2 separate regions of the Mus musculus genome follow, and region 2 is linked to region 1. Evidence: chromatin contacts called from public Hi-C data. All regions are on one chromosome and are shown on one strand. Each heading gives the region's core, a stretch centred on a gene start, on an enhancer-like site or on the middle of the called end of the contact. The rest is flanking DNA. Distances are from core to core; before and after follow the strand shown.

Region 1 (5,015 bases), core at 684-3,183:
AATCCCTCCGTGGACAGTTGAGTCTGGAAAGTGACTACTACGTTTCAGCCACATATAGGACAGGCAGTTGGAAAGGCATGAGAGAGAAAGAAAACCAGCTAGCTAACCATTAGGGGCACACACGACAATCTGAGTAATGACTAAGTTCTTCCAGCTAAGGATAGGAATAACAGAGTCTAGCAAAAATCAGAGCACACTGCAGAACTTGAAAAAACAAACCTAGGAATGTCCCATTTGACAGACAATGTAAGATTATGGTGCAGAGTTGGGCAAACAGAGATCTGTCTTCCTGGCTAATGGTGAGGTACCATAGTCATACCAGTCTACTACATCCTCGTGGAACTAAGACCTGCACATTTACATGGAACCCAGTGGTAAGTGATTTACCATTGTCTTCCTCCTATTTCACTACTGGCTTTATTTCCATGCATTAAGATAACCTCCCTCACCGAGTTTATATATAATAGGAATAGATATTTTATTATTTATGAGTTGAGGGAGAGAAGGAGTTTATGCTGGCACTGGTACTTGACAGTATATTTAGCCATTAGAAGCTCAAATGTCTTCCTATTCCCAACATCTGCTCCCCCCTCTCCAGGTAATGCCTGTGTCTCATATGTCTAAGGTGCATTTTTATGGGAAAGTGTCATACATTAACCATAACTGAAGGGCTTCGTGGTTTTCTTCTTGCCGTTTATTACAGCTTCGGAATTCCTCAATGTAACACCTCATACAAATATTCATGATACTTGAGTATTAGAAAAGCTATTTTACATTTTGGCCTCATTTTCGCAAATCGACTTAAATAGTGCTAAGAAAGTTGCTGTGACTGTTTTTCAGCGTTTGTGGGTAATAAATAGAATGGACATACTTGGAGCTATGGCATTAACCCAATTTTTCTCTGACGAGCTGAATTTGCAATTGGTTGATAAACAGGAAGGACAACGGTGAAGCATCCCTTAAAATTTTAATGACAGAACCTTGGATGTGTATTTTATTGCATGTTAGCAAATCAAACCACTGTGTTTATTAAAGCTCATAACTGTTGGTCAAATTAAGACCTAAACCTTTGCAAGAACTGTAACTCTTCAAATACCATTCTTTAATGTTAGTATTTTAAACACACACACACACACACACACACACACACACACACATCTTGTAAATATTGAAGCAAACAGAATGCTTCCTTAACTCTTCCATCAATTAAGCTTTAAAGGGAGAGTAATGTGGCATGCAGGGAAACCTTTGAAGGGCCCTGGTTCCTCTTTTATTCCAAAACCTGCACTTAATCTCAAGAATACACATATTAGCTCTGTAGGGCATAGGAGACAATATTGCCTTGTAGAAACCAGAGAGATGTATTTAATTCTTTCTCCCAAATCTTCCTTATCAGCCTTTCAAGTTCTATACTTTGAAGGAGGAGTGAATTTAGCACATTGGTTCACATAATCTTTCATTCTTCACGATAGGGAACTTCACTTTCTATTTGAGGAGAGTTTATCTCCCAGCAACTCGCCCAGCTGCTTGTACTTTGTGGAGAGCTGAGGCAGACAGAAAGGAGGCAGTAAGACAAGACGACTGAGGAAAAGGGAGTTGAACTTCATGCTTACTCTACAGCAGGTGTCCATATGGTGAGGTTAAGACCATTGATGCCCTAGAGAACACCGGAGACTGCCAGATACTCGATACTCACTGTTAAGCTGCCAAGTAGCTGATGATCTTCTGGCACAGCAGAATCCAAGGACAACCCTCTCCTGGCCCAGTATTTACTGGAAAACATCATCATTGCGGGCTGCATGGCTCCCGATGTAATTTTCTTTCTCAGCAGCAGGGGGGACCAGAGGGGCGGCCTTGGCAGAGATGAAGGAGGAACTGCAGTGGCAGCTGCCTGCTCGGGGCGCTGTCCAGAACCCTGGTGCTGAAGAGCAGTGCGCTTCCTCCCCTCCCCGTGTTCCTTTATATGAGTGACTGAGGACTGATGGAAAGCTGATTAGAAAAAACTCATTTCTGGTTGCTGATGGCCACAGTCAGATTACACGTCTGAAGCTTGGGGTTATCTGTGCTCCTGATGAGATTTGTTTGTTTCGTAGGTCGAGTAGCTCTTTGGGAAGAGATGGAGGGGAACAATACATCAGGGTTATTATTTTTTTTTCTTGCAACAAAACAGCCGTCGTCTAATTTTGAATCTCAAGTCTGCTATTGGAAGGTTACCCTCCGTCTTTAAGTAACTATGAATTTAAGTGCTTTGTATTTTATAAAAGTAAAAAAATAACTTAAGAAAGGCTTTTCTGCTGGCATGACGTTACATTATGCAAATTTTACCTGTGTGTGTGTGTGTGTGTGTGTGTGTGTGTGTGTGTGTGTGTGTGTGACGGCTTTCATAAGAAGTCTGCTTCCAAAACCCATGGTGTTTCCATGTAGAAGGATATTCAGGCTTTTGAAATTCGAGGCTTGAACTTAGCTCAGATGCTAACCTTCTAGAATGTTCTTCATTAAGTAAGAAATATATGGAAATGAAATGCCCATAGGCCCATCATTCCTTTGATACTCTTCTGATACAATTTTATTGCTCTCCATCTATGACCTGATCAGACCCAGCAATTTGACAGGCATAGACAAGATTATATTTGTACTTTTCCAACTTTAGAAAGCCACAGGAAAGCTTGACAATCCTTTGAAGAATGGAAAATTCTTAAGCAAGAGCACATGTTTAACTGAAGAACTAACCAAAATCTGGGACCTATACAGTTTGATTATGTAGAAAGCAGAATGAAGGTTCTTCAAAGCAAGACTGTATATGTTAACATTGGTTGGATTTTAATTGTTTCTGGAGACTTGAGGGTTTAGGATTTTTGTTTGATCCAACTCTGGAAATAATCATCCAGCTTACTTGTCCTCTGAAAACCAGCACTGAGCAGCTAATAGGAAAAGCAAGTGTTAATAAATGAACCGAAGTAATTATGAAAAATGATGGTTGACAATGCTAATTCTGGACACTTTCTATGCATGTTTGTATGTCAGAACAGTCATCATAACAACACTCACAAAGAGTTACTGATTGTGTGTGTGTGTGTGTGTGTGTGTGTGTGTGTGTGTGTGTGTGTGTATGCATGTGTGTGTATATATGTGTGTATGTATACTAAGGCACAAAAGCTGTAGGTAAATTAACAAAGGTTCACGTGCTCACACAAATAAAGAATGTTCAAAGTAGGATTTTAATTCAGGCAATTTTGGCTTTCTCTACCATTACACTGTACAATCTCCCCAAGTACTCCAAATAAGGAGAAGGGTGTGAAGAAAAGTGGACTCAACGGATCACAGACTATAGAGCTATACATAAGAACAGATGTATAACTCAAAAACTTTTTGTTGAGCTCTGAGTTTATATTAAGCATTGGGAACTGAATCCTGAGGATGCAAAGAAGTGTCCAACACAGCACTGACCCACAGAGATCACAGTCCATCTGAGAGAATCAAGCTGTGCAATAACCAAGTAGAACAAAGAGTGTCAACCTCTCTGCAGAAGACACAAAAAGCACAAGACACAGAGTGGTCAGTACTACATATGCTATGGAGTCCTAAGACTCTTGAGGGAGTTATTTGAACTGAATTTTTTAAAAGTGATTTTGGCAGTGTCATAGGTAATGGAAAACAGCAAGGGGATGGTCTAAAATATAGGGAACAACATAACAAAATGTGTAGGAAACCATTATTGTTCGAAAATGGTGTAATCTAGATGTAGGGAAAGGATGACAAATTTAAAAGAGAAGCACCATCTAGCGTATGACAAGATTTCCATGATGCTGCACAGCCTGGCACTTTATCACCTCTTCATGTAACTGAAAGTTGATTGGAAAGGCTTTCTACAGTGCAGTCATGTAAACATAGTAGCATTTTAGAACACTAGTACCTTGGAAGAGGACTTCAAGATGGAAGATAGAAAGTTGGACTTAAAATATCCTGCCCAGAATACAACAGCCTGGTTTAAGACGGTAGATTAACAATACAAAGAAAGAAACCAGAAATGTGAAGTGGTAAAAGTCCAGAGGCTATTGTCCCTGATGAGCATGGGAACTGGTGAAAGAATGCTGTAACTGTACATCAGTGGACCACTCAGCTCTCACCAGGGAAGCTTCTTGGAGTAGATGCTAATTAAGACAGAGACCGGCAATGGACAATGAGCAGAGAATGAGGGACTCTGGAACAGTCATCACTAAATGAAATGGCTTTATCAAACATTTTCCTTCAAGGTATCAATGCTGAGAAAGCAGGAAGAGTGTCTGAGCTACAGGTGGGGGATGTCTCCAAGGACTTTTATCCAAGCACTGCAAGTCCACTGCACATATAAACTCACAGAGACTGCGAAAGCATGCACAAATCCAAACCAGACAAACATTTCAGACCAGTGAGAGGAAATGGACACAAAGTCCTATCCCTAGCCAAGAAGCTATTTGCAAGTGATACTTTCTAAGAAAGGAAAAATCTGTTTACATCATTGGGTACATCAATCATACTTTAGGGCAGGCTCCATGCCCAGAAGCAGTTGGCCAACATAAAATGAACTCCCTGTGTGTGTGTGTGTGTGTGTGTGTGTGTGTGTGTGTGTGTGTGTGTGTGTCTGTGTGGGTGTGTGTCTGTGTGGGTGTGTCTGTGTGCTTTTTATTTAGTTTTGGTATTTTTTGTCCTAATGTTTTTATATCATTTGTTCTGATCTTTATTTTTTGTTTTGCTCTCTTTTTGTTTTCAGTTTGGGGTATGTTTTTGAGGAAGAGTGAGAGGAAGAGAAGATAAAATAGGGTAGATGAGGAAGTGGTAAGGACATGCGAGGAATTGGGAAAGGAGAAAAATATGAACAAAATAAATTATATAAGAATACTATATAAAATGCTTTAAATAATGTTAAAGTTAATTTAAGGCATTTAATGAGTCTATTCAATACTGTAACCACTTTTGTTCACTTAAAAAATATGGAAAAACATAAAAGGCCTCCTTTTCTTTTTGAGGCATACAAA
Region 2 (5,015 bases), core at 1,323-3,822, 110 kb after region 1:
TGTTATGGCTCTCAAATGTGTGCTCTTCTTTTTCATCTAAAAAGTGTGTGTGGGCCGGAGGCACCCACCTTATTCTCTGAAAAGGGTTTCTCTCTCACTAGGACTGAGAGCTTGCTATTGAATCCAGTTAGAGGCTGGCCTCAGGGCTGCACCTCCCCGGCCTGGGTGGTGAGGGAGGGTCTTATGAATTCTCGCCACCGTGTGCGGGTGTCCTGTCCGCACTCGTACTAACAAAGTAAGCACCTTGCCAACTGTGCGATCCCCTCAGCCCTTGAATGTCCTTTAATACACAAGTTTTGCTTGCTTTTTAAAACAGTCACACAGACATTTTAAATACACATCAAACAAGCGACTTCCAACCCAGAAGTTACTGCTTAAAAAGACAAAAGTCCCAAGATTGTAAAACATGAATTGAAGGGTGTCACCAAGTAGTGACAGTACAGACACATCCTAAATTTTTCTCCTGCTTTCATTAACAGAAATTGGCAAACTATCACTTTAGAAAAATGAACAATGCTTTTTTCTTTGAGGCAGGGTCTGGATCTCACTCTGTAGACCAAGCTAACCTCAGACTCAGAGCTGCTCCTACCTCGGCCCTCGGATCGCTGGGATAAAGATGTGCACCACTATTCCTGGATGGAAACATTAGTAACAGTTTTAAAGCCACTTTTAAATGTACTGACATGCGTATACGTACTTTTACAAAGGTCGAGAAAGAGCTCCTCAATGCCTTTGTTCTGTTTAGCGGAAGTATGGTAATGCTTGGCTCCCACAGACTCTGCATACCTTAACAAAGAAAACAAGAAGAAAAGAGTCATTGGCATAAAGCTTTCTACAATAGCAAATTTAGTGACTAAAGTCACCTTTATTGACTACTAACTTATCCAATTTTAGTTACACTAAGGTTATTTAGCTATTTAATTTCTCTATATATTGAATCAAATTTAGAAAAAAATGATTAAAATTTTTATACACTTATTTGGAACGCAAAATACCTTACAAGTCTTTGTAATCCCTTGATAACTCCTCCACATAGTCCTCATTTTTAATGAAATCAGGAGAAATACCTTACTCTTGCCAGCTGCCCACCACTCTGAAGGACAAACATTGCTTCCTGAGAACAAGTGCTCAGCCCTCCCTGAGGGTTTGTGAAAGTGAACCATCCATGGGCACAGTAAGGGAGCACCCACTGGGGAGCACTGCCATGGGGGAACACCCACTGGGGAGCACCACCATGGGGGAGCATGACACTTACGATTCTGCTTCTTGAATAGAGACGTGCCTCTCCTTTTCCAAGTCTATTTTATTACCTAATGTGAAAAAAGGAAACACTATCTTTAATATTGATTTATTTTTAATAAAATCAGATAATCGTAAATATATAATTGTGACTAATTATTTGAAAAAAAAAAATAACAGTAATCCCCATCAGCCTTCCAAATGTCTCATCACAAAGATGAGAGCCGTTCACAGTCCCACCTCCTCCTGCACATGGGTCAGTGTGGCTATGACCTGAACTTTCAGCCTGACAGAGGCAAACAATCGCTCTTCCTCAGAGACCATAAGGCACAGCAGGGGCTAAGATTCATGAGAAAGAAGAGTCGGTTTTTTTGTTTGTTTGTTTGTTTTTATTAAAGTATATATACATGTTTTTTAAAATTCTTTATTTCCAATCAACTTAAAGCCAATCAATAATTAAGTATAAATATTGGTTTACTAAACTATAGTATGCTTCCATCTTGGGTTCTAAAATGAAACTCTTTTATTTGATAACATAAACTTTAAGTTTAAGTAAAAAATTTTAATGTGTGAATTTTTAAGTACTCCTCCACCATAGCGGCTTTAAGGATATTGTTGACAAACAATTTTAGTGCTGTTTTACCAGGTAATATATACATGCCATATAGATTTAAAGTTACTGAGAGTTTGCTTAGTTTTCCTTAAACAATGGATCTAAGCCAAGATTTTGTTGAAGAAAAAAAAAATCAAACAAACAAAACAACCAAGTAGAACCAAAATTTAGATACGAAAAAGAAAACAACACAAAAACAAAAAGGGTCTTATTTTAGAGCAGTGGACAGAAGCTGAACTGGCTGGATAGAGGGTGAAGGTCACAGAAACCACAAACAGATAAGAACAGGGGAGAAGCAATGTAAGAAAACACACTAGAAACAAATAGTTTCCTTTCTTCCGTTTTAACTCTCAGAATAAAATAAACTTTATAACGGAATAAACACAGCACCCAATGAGAGATGAAACATTTATCACTGAGAAGCCCAAGTGCAGAGGTCTCTACTGAAGACCTCGGATAATCTGAGTACTTAACTCTGAGCTGCAACAAATGCAAAAGGATGAGTGTGAGCAGGGGACACTAAAGTCAGTGTGGCCAGTGTGCGCCAAGCACGTCAGCAGAGACACTATGCTCTGAACAGAGCCACAACGCTACAAGAACCACAGTAATTTCACAGTCTACATTACAGTCTGTCAATAAAAACTCAATCCAATACATGTTATAGTCAGTACACTGGACGGTAATCAGAGAGCGAGCAAGCTGTCTTACTCTATAAATACAAGAAGCCACCTGGTGGCAGGTCTTCCACAAAACTTCATTGCGGGGCTGGGCTCAGTGGTTGGGAGAGCATACTGTGTTCTTCCAGAGGACACAGAGAATTCAGTTCTTGACCCATGTTGGTCAGCTCATAGCTAACTGTAACTCCAGCTCCAAGAAGAAAGGGCCTCAGACTTTCGTGGGAACGTGCACTCACATATACATACCCCTTCACACACATATAACTAAAAATAATAAAAATAAATCAAGCCAGATGTGGTGGCATATGCCTTTAATCCCAGAACCTGGATGGCAGAGGCAGGAGATCTCTGGGAGTTCCAGGCTAGGCAAAGCTCATAATGATCATCTTTTGCTTCTCTGTCTCTCTCTCACACACATTCACACATGCACATGTATTATGTATACAATATATATGTACGTACATTATATTAGAACATGGGAAAATGTGACCAACCAATACTTCTAAAAGGGAGATGAAGCTTTTATTAACTATCTCTATATAAAAGCAATGAGGTGACACGACTGTTAACTACACAAACCCTGAGCTGGGACACTGCATTTAGCACAATGATCCCTAGGACTCCAGCCCCCCTGGGAGTCTAGCATTGCACCTCATGATGAGCCGACAGCCCTCACTAGCTCACAACAGCTGTGGATTTTGGTCAGACAGTAACTCCTCTGGAGAGGTGGACAGCATGGAGAGGACCCCATCTATCAGAGTGCATGACTGGGAGGGCAAGAGCTAGGCACCGTTTTGAGAGAACCTGTCTGTGGATGAGCTACCTGGAGAACTTAATAATGAGAACCGCCACAGGACAGGGAGGCTCAACTTAATCTGCAGCAGCCTGGTGGCCGGAGAGCCCTGAAGGCAGTGTAGAGAGCAGAAGGACCAGATCCAACACTTTTTTTGGCCTTTCATATCTTTTTTTCCTTTTCATTACGTCTTTGGGAAAAATTTAATAATTTATCATGTGTATATACGTATGCCTGCATTAATTTATGTGCACAGTGTACAGTGTATGGAGGTGGCAGGTACCCATGGGGGTCAGGGGCTGGATCCTCTGAACTGCGCATCTGCAACAGTGCTCAAGTGCTCTCAACACTGAGCCATCTCTCCAGCTCCTCTCTTACTACATCACAAGCAGGATTTTCTTTTTTTTTTTTTTTAGGTTTTCCGAGACAGGGTTTCTCTGTGTAGCCCTGGCTGTCCTGGAACTCACTCTGTAGACCAGGCTGGCCTCAAACTCAGAAATCCTCCTGCCTCTGCCTCCCGAGTGCTGGGACTAAAGGCGTACGCCACCACGCCCGGTAGGATTTTCTACTATCATATTTCTAAAAGCTTTTCCTGTTTACTCCCCTCTACACATGACATCTGTTTTGGTTCATACATTATCATTATTGGCAATATTGCCCAACCCTCTCTGCTCCACACACACATCTACAGCTGTACTTCTGGCTTCATCTTACTGGAGGTTTGATTTTGGTGTTGGGTTTTGCCTTATAGAAAAACTAATGCTTTTACCTAGATAACAAATGACTATCATACATGCATGATGCACACGTGCAAGGGAAGGAGCGTGCTCCAGCACACGTGTGGAGGCCGGAGGACAGCTCTGCAGAGTTGGTTCTCTCGCCACTTAGACGGGTCCCCAGGGTTGCACTTCCACGGTGAGGACTTGTGTCTGCTGAGCCACTGATGGGCTGGCTCATTTGCACTCCCTTCGTACAGTAACTTACAGCTGTTTCACACTTTTTCATTATTGGAACTTTTCATGGTTCCTACCTTTCCTAACCTCTTGCTCTTTTCTCTTTCCTGACATTATATTTTTCTCCTTTTCCTTTTGCTTACACTAGCACACTCTTACATTAATTTTCTTATTTTCTGGTCTATGGTTACTGCTGAAATAGCAGTGGACTTTTATACATATTTTTATATCTTGTACAGTTTGATGCTGCAGTTATAACTGTTGGTTTGTCAAACGGTGGTTCTGGGATTACACCCTTACATCCAAGCCACTTAGAAAGATCCCAAAATATAATCACAGAAACAAAGGACAGTAAACGTAAACCAGTACTAATACTCACCAACTATACACAAACAGATCTCATTTCCCAACATTTTTCGTAATTCTTTGACCCAGTTTTTTACCTGTGTACACAACAGAGCAAACATGAAAACAGATCTTAGGGGAATTAGTTCCACAACACCTAACCCCGTGTTTATGTAAAAACACAACTCTAATTACAAGGTTTTATACATTTTTTTCATACATTCAAGCAAAGCTATTTGCCAGAACAAACATTGTGAAGTCCAGCACCTGGTATTAAGGCATTTGTAACAGAGTCACTTTGGACTTAGGAGGGTATGACCATAGTCATTTTGATCAAGCCTTAATTGATTCCTATGTTATAGCCTTTAGACTTCTATATTATGGCCTTTAGAAGA

The links. Hi-C and Micro-C count contacts between places; a contact is called where the count stands out from the background.
Region 2: a Hi-C map of nephron progenitors shows a contact between it and region 1, with 1.9 times the contacts expected there. The contact joins the enhancer-like site here to the promoter of Tph2 in region 1. A contact is called at or near these places in 6 of 39 promoter capture datasets (the HPC-7 cell line, cranial neural crest, embryonic stem cells and 3 more), 23 of 484 Hi-C or Micro-C datasets (the G1E-ER4 cell line, the HPC-7 cell line, embryonic fibroblasts and 5 more), 4 of 115 datasets of contacts at active chromatin or transcription factors (all in embryonic stem cells) and 3 of 9 other capture datasets (adipose tissue, embryonic stem cells and pancreatic islet).

The regions. Positions count from the first base shown.
Region 1 is chr10:115,183,089-115,188,103 of GRCm38.p6, forward strand. Tph2 (tryptophan hydroxylase 2) reads right to left here and starts at 1,934. Exons shown (of 11, transcript NM_173391.3): 1 at 1,697-1,934. The coding sequence starts at 1,801.
Region 2 is chr10:115,294,174-115,299,188 of GRCm38.p6, forward strand. It overlaps Rab21 (RAB21, member RAS oncogene family), which reads right to left. Exons shown (of 7, transcript NM_024454.1): 4 at 4,655-4,718; 5 at 1,256-1,310; 6 at 698-786. Among named protein-coding and RNA genes, the nearest start is that of Rab21, 19 kb to the right of the region's middle. Within about 2 kb of position 2,573, at least 13 of the 459 cell types and tissues checked have an H3K27ac peak or open chromatin away from gene starts, as enhancers often do.